Regions from separate parts of the Oryctolagus cuniculus genome. Here region 2 is linked to region 1. The links are chromatin contacts, called in public Hi-C maps. All regions are on one chromosome and are shown on one strand. The core of a region is the stretch at or near the end of the contact, and the rest is flanking DNA. Distances in the headings are between cores, read along the strand shown.

Evidence for each region. Hi-C and Micro-C count contacts between places; a contact is called where the count stands out from the background.
Region 2: a Hi-C map of embryonic fibroblasts shows a contact between it and region 1, with 2.2 times the contacts expected there. The contact joins two enhancer-like sites. A contact is called at or near these places in 5 of 6 Hi-C or Micro-C datasets (ear pinna, embryonic fibroblasts, psoas muscle and 2 more).

What each region holds. Positions count from the first base shown.
Region 1 is chr17:18,590,847-18,595,563 of mOryCun1.1, reverse strand. ARHGAP27 (Rho GTPase activating protein 27) reads left to right here. Exons shown (of 17, transcript XM_070060594.1): 2 at 1-354. Among named protein-coding and RNA genes, the nearest start is that of ARHGAP27, 6.1 kb to the left of the region's middle. Within about 2 kb of position 1,808, at least 2 of the 8 cell types and tissues checked have an H3K27ac peak or open chromatin away from gene starts, as enhancers often do.
Region 2 is chr17:18,783,721-18,787,868 of mOryCun1.1, reverse strand. No RefSeq gene overlaps it. Among named protein-coding and RNA genes, the nearest start is that of FZD2, 9.8 kb to the right of the region's middle. Within about 2 kb of position 1,573, at least 2 of the 8 cell types and tissues checked have an H3K27ac peak or open chromatin away from gene starts, as enhancers often do.

The DNA.
Region 1 (4,717 bases), core at 559-3,058:
GTGAGCGCGCCCTCGCCCGACGGCTGCCCCGCCAAGCCCCGAGGGCGCGCCAGCTCTCTGTGCGGCCCGGCGCGGCGCGGCGCGGCGGCGAAGCGCAGCCACCCGGCGCCCGGCCTGCCCGCCAGCCTGTACCTGCGACCCGCGGCGCCCGTGCGCCCAGCGCAGTCCCTGGACGACCTGGCGCGCACCGCCGCGCCCCCTGCCGGCCTCCTCGGGAGCGCGGGCCGCTCCAAGGCCTGCAGTGTGGCGGGCTCCTGGGTGTGCCCGCGGCCGCTGGCGCGCAGCGACTCGGAGAACATCTACGAGGCCATCCCGGACTTGCGCGGCGCACCGCGGGCGGAGAGCCCGACGCAGGTAGGCTGCCCGGAGCGGGAGGCGGGCACGCGAGGTGTGTGTTGGGGGGGGGGGGTCCGCTGGCCCTGGCCCAGCTCACTTTCCAGAGGCTCCCGTAGCTCAGGAGGTGGCAAGCTAGAACCGGTGAATGACCTTGATTTAGCTCGCTTGGCGGGGATGCCCTCGTTCTGCCGCAGAAATGCTAATGAGCTTGTTGGCAGGGTGCCGCCCCCGTAACGTTCTGTAACCTGCGGCAGGTGTGACCCCGCGTGACCCTCCAGAAGCCCTGAAACCCCGGAGGACGCGGCCTGCGCTCCTCCCGGGAGCTGGGGCCCGCGGAGCTGTAGGACGTGGAGGTCGCGCGTCGCCTCCCTTTTTGTCTGCTCCCAGCATTTCGGTTCCTTCTTCCGTCAACTCGAGATGAGTTGGCCTCAGAAAGAAGCCCAGCGAGACGAGGACTTTCTTCTCCTTTCTCTTCCGAATGCGGTTGTGTTGACTTGGGGGCTGGAATGCAGGGCGCGTTTGAATAGCACTTTCACATCCCCAGGGTGCTCCGGAGAGCACGAGCCCCCGGAGTTCAGGAGCAGTTCCCGGCGGCGGGGCAGCCCCGGCCCGCGTCGGCCGCCAGCCCTGTGCCGTCGGCCCCGCCGCCTCTCTCTCCGCTGCTGGGGAGCCTCCGTTTATTTCTCTCTGTACCCGGTGTGATCCCCGTAAGCACGCATGCCAGCCACGGGCCGGGGCTGAGCCAGGGGTGCGCAAACCCAGCCGCCCCCACTTCTCCCTCAAGTGCGGAGTCTGGGGTTTGAAGCCACAGAGACTCGAGTTGGACTCCGCTGGGTCCCCAAGTGTGACCACAATAGCAAAGGACTAGGGTTGTAGAGGGAGCGTGTAGGAGAGGAGGCGTGGACTGCTGGGCACGGAGCCCGCGGCGCACCGAGACTGGCCCTGGCCCCTCTGCGTCCCTCGGCCCCAGCGTGCGCCGCTGCCCTCGGGCGTCTGCGCGGCAGCCCGCCCCCTCGTGGCCAGAGCGGAGAACCGCACCTGGGGGCGGGGACCGCGACGGGGCCGGTCCCTGTGTCCCCAGCAGCACACCTCCTGACGCCTCCACCCTCTGTGTCCTGGTCACTGTGGGAGTGTGTCTGCCCTTCTCGGAGGCGAGCTCCGCCGCGGATGGCCCCGCAAGCGTGCGCACAGAGAATGTAGAGGAGGGGCGAGGCGCGGCAGCCCCTTACCCAGGAGCCAAGGCTCTGCGGGTCTGCCCAAGGGCCACCACCCTAGGTCCAGGCAGGAAGGAGCCCCCTGTCCCCGCGTGTCGCTGCTACCAGAGTCGCTGCCGGTCGTACCTATGCCCCTCCCCCCTGCAGGTGCTGCAGCTTCCCTGCTGGCTGCGGTGTGAGGAGGGTGGGGCACAGAGCAGGCTCTGGAGCCCTGGGTATTGGCCCCACTTAGCAGCTCTGTGCCCTCCTGGTATAGCAATGCCACCCCCACCCTCACTCCTCACCCCTTGTGGTCACAGTTTCTTTGGTGGCAGCTCTGGGTCTCCCTGACTCCAGGTCCCCAGCAGCTTCCCTGGGTGGGGAATTGGCTCTCCCCTGGGAAAGACCCCACCCTGCTCTCAGCCCTGGGGAAGCAGCTTCCTGTCTCCCTCCCTCGGTCATTGCATTGACTGCATTGACTGAACACCTGCCAAGCCCCAGGTAAGCTTTCAGGTCTGGAGGTGACCAAGGCACAGCCATGGCCCTGGAACCCGCCCTCAGGAGCAGGAAGCGGGCCAGAGGGGACAGATGAGCTGTCCTCAGGGTGTGAGGGCACAGGCCAGGTGTGGAAAGCCGTGTGTCTTTGGGGCCTCGCAGCAGAGCATGGAGTTGGAGTGGGTGGTGCCCAGCCGGGCCCTGGCAAGGAATTTGGACTTTATCCTGAATTCTTGGAAGGCTCTCAGCGGAGAAGGGCGTGGAATTGAGCAGAGAACCCCGGGCCAGGGCTGCAGGAGTGGCCAAGACTTCTGTAGTCCTCTGGGGTTGGTGGGCTGGGGGTGGGGGGAAGGAAGTCGGGCTGAGGTCCAGCTTCCTGGTTTGTACTCACAGGCAGACAGCGGGGAGGGGTGGGGGGAGGAAAGATGGGGCTCCCTGGATTGAGGTGACAAAAGGAGGAAAGGAGGCGCCCGGGAGGAAGTGACAGCCAAGGAACATGGCGGAAAAGCAGGACAGCACTGGCCCTGAGGCTGAGAAATGGGGGGGGGGGGAGGTCAAGGTCAATAAAGGCGGAGGAACACCAGGAGGCCACGAGTCGAGGGGGCTGAGGGTAGGGGGTCAGGGGAGTGCAGGTGAGGATGTGGATGTCACAGAGCCAGGCCCAGCAGGGAGGCCTTGTAGGCCCCGATGGAGGCTGCCCCCGCTTAAGTGGATGGGTAGGGGCTGGAGGGGAGGAGGCTGAGGACAGGGAGGAGTGAGGGAGGGGCAAGGAGCTAACACGAGTCACTGGGGAGGGGGAGGGGTGCCCATCTGGTGGACGTCAGCTCAGAGCCAGGGACCCCCCAGGAGAGAGGGGCCCCTACTCTTTGTGGTATTTGTGGCCTGTCATTCAGATTGTCCAGAGTGAGCGCCTAGTGTATGCACGTCACTGAGCTGGGCACTGGGGACAGTGTGGTAAGGCGCAGTCCCCATGGGGCTGACGGTTCTGTGGGCTCTCACTCAAAGGTCCAGGTACCGGGCAAGCTCCCAGCTGCTGCGAGGGCAGCACCACCTCCCCACCCCCATTTTTCTTGGGTACAAACAGGGGTTCAGAGAGGTTGAGGGACTGGCCGAAGGTCACACAGCCAGGGAGTGGCTACGTCCAGGTCAGCTCCAACCTCCTGACCCCCTGGCCACCAGGCTCAGTCTCACCTTCAGTGCTGGCCACCCTGTTGCCCTGGGCCCCAACAGCACACTTTTCTGAGCGCCTTGTGCACTCAGCCCTGTGGTAGGCATGGGCCCTGGGGGAGGAGGTTTGTTCCAAACCTGACCTTGCTGCCTGCAGCTGGGGGAGGGGGGCAATAGCAGATGGCCCAGGAGAGGGCAGAGGCCAAGGCTTCTGAGGGGGGAGGTGGGGGGAAAGGCCGGGAAGACTCCCCACCCCCACGCCAGGAGGCCACTCAGGCAAAAGCCGCAAGGAGCTACTGGGGCTCCTCCCCTAGGCTGTGGTCCTGACGGGATTTCAGGTGTGGTCACCGTCCCTGCCCCAGGGCCTCATAGCAGCCGGGCTGCAGCCCTGGACAGGTGCCCGCCGCTGCTGCCAGGGCATTGCGCCCGGGAGGGGAGTACAGCACAGTGCTGCCCGGGGGGCGCCGCACCTGAGCAGCCCCGGGCGGGGGGAGACCCCAGCTTCTTCCTCCTCCGCCAGGAACCGTGAGTGACCCTTGCCCTGGGGTTGGGCTCCCGGGCGGGTTGGGGGCTGGGCCGTGCAGCAGCAGTTTCCTTCTCTCCCCCTGCCTCCCCTGCCCACCTGCTCCATTCCCTGTCGCTGCCCGAAACGCCCTGGGGACCCCTGCTCCCTGGACGTCAGGCCTGGCACCCGCTTCCTGGGCCAGGCTCCCAGCCCCACCTGTGCCCTTTCTGAGCCAGCCAGGGGGTCTCTGGAAAGAAGGCTGGTAAGAGCAGGGAGCGAGAACCCCAGGACTCCCCTTACCCTACTCCTCTGCCCAACAGCCCGGCCCCCAACCCCCAGCCAGGGCAGCACCCGGAGTGGCTCGGCTGGTTTCTTCACACCTGGCCTGACCTCTCCTCTCCGTGAGTCACCTGCCGACCGAGGCTGACCCGGGAGCCCTGCTGCCCAGCATGCGACCTGGCCTGTGAGGGAGCAGGGGCCTGAGCCCCCCCCCCCCGCCATGTCCACCCCACATTCCTGGCCACCCCTTGCTGCCCTGTGGGTCAGGAGGCCACCAGCCATCCCCTGGGGCCCGCTCTCCAGCCCTACACCTCCTGGGGTGGGCCTGGGCCCCGCCCACCTGCCCTGCTAGTGTCAGTCGTCAGAGGGGGATGGGCCTCGGTGCACAATGCCAGCCCGGTGGTGGTCAGTGCCAGCCCCCGGAGTGCAGGAAAGCCCATGGCCTTGACCGGGGGAGGCAGAGGACCTGGGATGTGCTCAGGGCTCCATGCCAGTGTCGGAGAGGTTCAGAGCCGGGGCCAGGCCGAGGAACGAGGGTGCAGTGGCCTTTGCTTGGTGTCCGGGGAGATGGGGCTGCCGGCTTGGGGACCCCAGAGATAAGGGGACTCTCGTTAAAGTCTGGAGGTTCTGCTTGGAAACCGAGGAAGGGCTCTGGCCTTAAGGGGATTCCCAGAGCCACTGGCCGGGCGAGGCGAGACCTGCGGGGGTCTCTGTCCAGCTCAGCCGGAGGCCACCAGGGTAC
Region 2 (4,148 bases), core at 324-2,823, 190 kb before region 1:
TTCAAATAGATAAATAAATAAATCTAAAAAATAAAAATCAAACAACCCTGTGATTCTAAAAGGGCAAATCAGATCCTGATGCTACCTCAGTGCTTAGCCCACTCCACCGGGTGGCCTCGGAGACTGCATCTCACAGACTAGGGCCCGAGTGAAACCAGCCCTGCGCTGGCACAGCTTCAGGCTGGCTGGGGCTTAGCACACCTTGTCCCCTCCCCTCCCATCCAGGGAACCTCCAGGACCAGGACGGAAGCCCCCACTCTGGGGGGCAGCAGACAGACATGGGTAGGACAGCTACTTCTCTCCTCCTGCGAGGGGCCCACGGCCCTCTTTCCTTCTCCCCTCTATTTTGAGAGCCCTATGGTGTCCTGCCTGTCCCCAGTGCCGTTCAGACTGGGCCCTATTCTCCCAGCCCCTGAACTAGGTGGAGGATGCTGGCCCCCCCTCCCCCAGGGGCTCTTAGCCCCAGCCTTTGGCCCAGGGGCTCCGCATCGGGCCAGTCCCTTTCTCACTGCCCGGCTCCCTCCCCAGGGGCCCTTAATCCATCTCAGCCAGCAGGAAGCCCTTAAGCTGCCTTTTCAGCGGCCTTCCCCAGCCCGCTGCGGGCCCTGGGCCTTTCTATACCACCCTTGGCAGGATCTGTGTTATACAAGCTGGAGAGGGCCACCCCCGCAAAGAGGTCACCGCGCCTGCCACAGCTTCCAGCCCCAGCAGCCTGTCCTGCCGGTGCCTTCCCCGCTGGCACCCCCGGGCACCAGGAGCCCCCGCCACGCACATCAAAGCCCCAGCCTGGGTCCAGGTGGGGGCAGGGAGAGGCAGGGGACAGTGGGCAGGAGGCCAGGGCCAGGGCAAGCGTGGCAGGCAGGAGGGGGCCCCTCTGGCTCTGTGCCTTGTGGTCTCTCCATCTCTCTGATTCCGGCCCCAGCCCCCAGCTCCTCCATGCCGGCTCACAGCACTCCTTGGAAGCGCTGCTGCTGTGGCCCAGCCCGCGGCTGGGAGGGCAGCTCCGGAGGAGGCCGGCCCTGTGTTACACACAGGAAGAGATGGGCCGAGAGGTGGGGGGAGGGCTGGTACGGGGGACAGGTTCCTTCTCTCCTAGGCTGTGGGCGTGGGAGGCAGGGGTTGCTTGTCCCAAGCTGGGGACCTCACAGCTTGGATCCTTCCAGAACGGACTTGACTTCCATCCCCAGGCCTGCAGCCCAGGCAAGTATATTCTTCCTGGTTCTGATTTTGCGCTTGCAGAATTTTGGTTCTTGCACGGGCCCTACCCTGCCCTCCGCCTTTCTCCTCCCTCCTTCTCCAGGAAAAAGGCACCCCCACCAAGGCCCCTTCTCCCCAGCCCTGCCTCCAGTCTCCACTCCAGGAAGCCAGGCTGCTGCTAGCGAGGCTGAGGAGCGCGCTGGGAGACGAGTTGGGGGTGCCGCTGGGAGGTCTGTTTGTAGTTCAGATTCCTCTCATTCCAGGCGCAGCAGGCTCTCGCTAGGGAAGGGCTGCGGCGGGGAGGGGGAACCTGGGGGCGCAGCTGCAGGGAGAGGAGGGGAGGGGGTTTGCTCCTCCTGCTCGGACCCCCAGCCATAAGCTGGGACCCCCCAGAAGCTGCTTGGACAGTCAAGCCCCTCCCACCCCCACTGAGGCCGTCCTGCCTTTCTTTGCCTGCGGAACAGTCTGTGTCTGTCCTTTTGGGGTGCTCAGAGACGTTTGGGGCGATGTCTGAAGAGGAAGGCAGCCCCAGCAAGAAGGGGGCCAAGAGCGTTCTCCCGCTGGAACCGCAGATTCTGACCCGAGCCTTGAGTCAGCGCATTTGCCCCTCAGTACTGCTGCCCTAGGCCCCAGGGGTCCTCAAGGGTTAATCCGAGGGACCCAGCTGAGAGGGAAAGCAACCTGAAACCCGCGGGGGCTCCAGGAGTCCCACACCTGCCAGGACTCCCTGGAAAACGTCTTCCTCCCACTGCCCCGCCCCGATGGGGGGGGGGGGAGCGGCGGCGGCGAGGACAAACGGGACAGGCTTGTGGCTTGTGCTGGGCCTCCGGAGTGGAGCCTTCCAGAAGATTCACATTCCCTTCTTGGAGAAGAACCTGAGCTGTGCAAAGGAATGCAGAGAGGAAACAAAGTTAAGTCCTCTGAGTCCCGGTCCCATCCAGTCCGAGCCCAGGGCTCTGCCCCTGCGTGTGCACACACACACACACACACACACCCGGGGCCAGGTCTGCCTCGGCCCCCATGGCCTCTGACTGAGGGGCTGCTGCCGGGTTACACAGCAGTGTGCACCACCTTAAGCTTCCTCTCGCAAAGCAGTGGTGCCCAGGGATCCGTGCTTCTCACTGAATCCTCACTTCAGAGGGGCGGGACAGATTCATTATGCCCATTCTGCAGATGGAGCGACTGAGACTCCGAGAAGCAGAATGACCCACTGAAGGCCACAGAGCAAATGAGAACCGAGACCTGGACCCAAGCACTTAGTGTCGCAAATCTACAACGTGGCTCCTCAGCATGGAGTTAAGTTTGTTCTTCACGTTCCTTCTTCTGAGATGGGAGGCCGGAACATCCTTGGGATTGCGTGTGGCTTCAGGGCAGACTGTGGCCTGGCAGTTAAGACGCCACCTCCTCTAGTCAAGGGCCTGGGCTGTGTTCCCACCTCCTCTAGCCCAGGGCCTGGGCTGTGTTTCCACCTCCTCTAGCCCAGGGCCTGGGTTGTCTTCCCGAGCTGCTCCTGATTCCAGCTTCCGCTACTCTAGACCCGGGTGATGACTCAAGGCACTGGGTTCCTGCCATGCCACACAGGGGAGCTTCAGCCTGCTCCAGTCTCTACTGCCGTAGGCGTTTGGGGAGTGAACCTGCAGACGAGAGAGCTCTGTCTTTCACATACATAAAGTATGTAAAGCAATAGCACGTTAAATGTGGTTTCAAGCAGCTAGATAATCTTGTCAAAACTGGAGGTTGGAGACCTGGACCTTAGAAACCTGATTGCTCATTTCTCCTTCCCCGGGGCTTAGCTTCTTCCACTCCCAGAGGGTGGGCTCCAGGACAGGGGGCGGCGCCGGCTGAGCAGGGCCAACCACCCCATGGGAGCAGTTGTCACACTTTGGCTTCCTTAACACAGGGAGCACTGATTCACTGGCTCAGCTGAGTATCTATCATATGCCAAGCACCAAGGGTGGCCCAAATACCAAGGCACTGCCTCTGCCCTCCAGAGGTGATCTTTTTTTTTGGGGGGGGGGGGTGGCGGGGTTGGAGAGACATTGTGTATGCAAGTAAGGTATGTCAACTGCTAAACTCCAGCCGAGAGGGCCAGAGAGGTGTCGATGTTGTAGGGTCGATGTTGTAAGCCACTGTTCGCCATGCTGGCATCCCATGCCAGGGTGCCAGTTCCAGTCCCTCGCTGCTCTACTTCAGATCCAGTTCCCTGCTAATGAACTTGGGCCCCTATACTCATGTCAGAGACCTGGAAGAAACTCCTGGCTCCTGGCTTTGGGCCGGCCCAGCTCTGGTCATTGTGACCATTTGGGGAGTGAACCAATGGATGGAGGACCTCTCTCTCTCTCTCTCTCTCTCTCTCTCTGTAACTTGATTTTCAAATAATTAAATAAATAAATCTTTTTTAAAGAAAATAAGATCATTATGGTAGGGTCCTAATCCAATAGGATTGATGGCCTTATAAGAAGAGAAATCTCTCTGTGTGTGTCTCTGTCTCTATATGGATAACCATATATGTTATAGAATCATACACTATTCATACGTACATGAATAATACAAAGCAGAGTAGCGAGGACTCGAACTGGCACTCCCATATGGGATGCATTTGTCATAAGCGGTGGCTTAACCCGCTGCGCCACAGTGCTGGCCCCGGAGGAACAGATGTGCCAGTTAATACAGTCACAGAAATGATCCTCCAGTCGGGGCCGCCGCTTCGGCCATACACAGGAAGAGACCAGAGCCGGCCGCTGGCCCTTAGTCAAGGTCGCAGGCCCACAACTGCCCCAAGGGAACTGTGCTCCGGCTGCTACTGCTGCCTGAGGCTGAACCCCTGGCACTGCCCCAGGACAACCCCCCTTGGCCAGCCTTGCCTGCAAGCGGAAGCAGCCAGAGCAGCAGGAATACGGCCTTGTCTTCCTCTCCACCTTCCACACCTCAATCTCAAATGGGTGCACTTT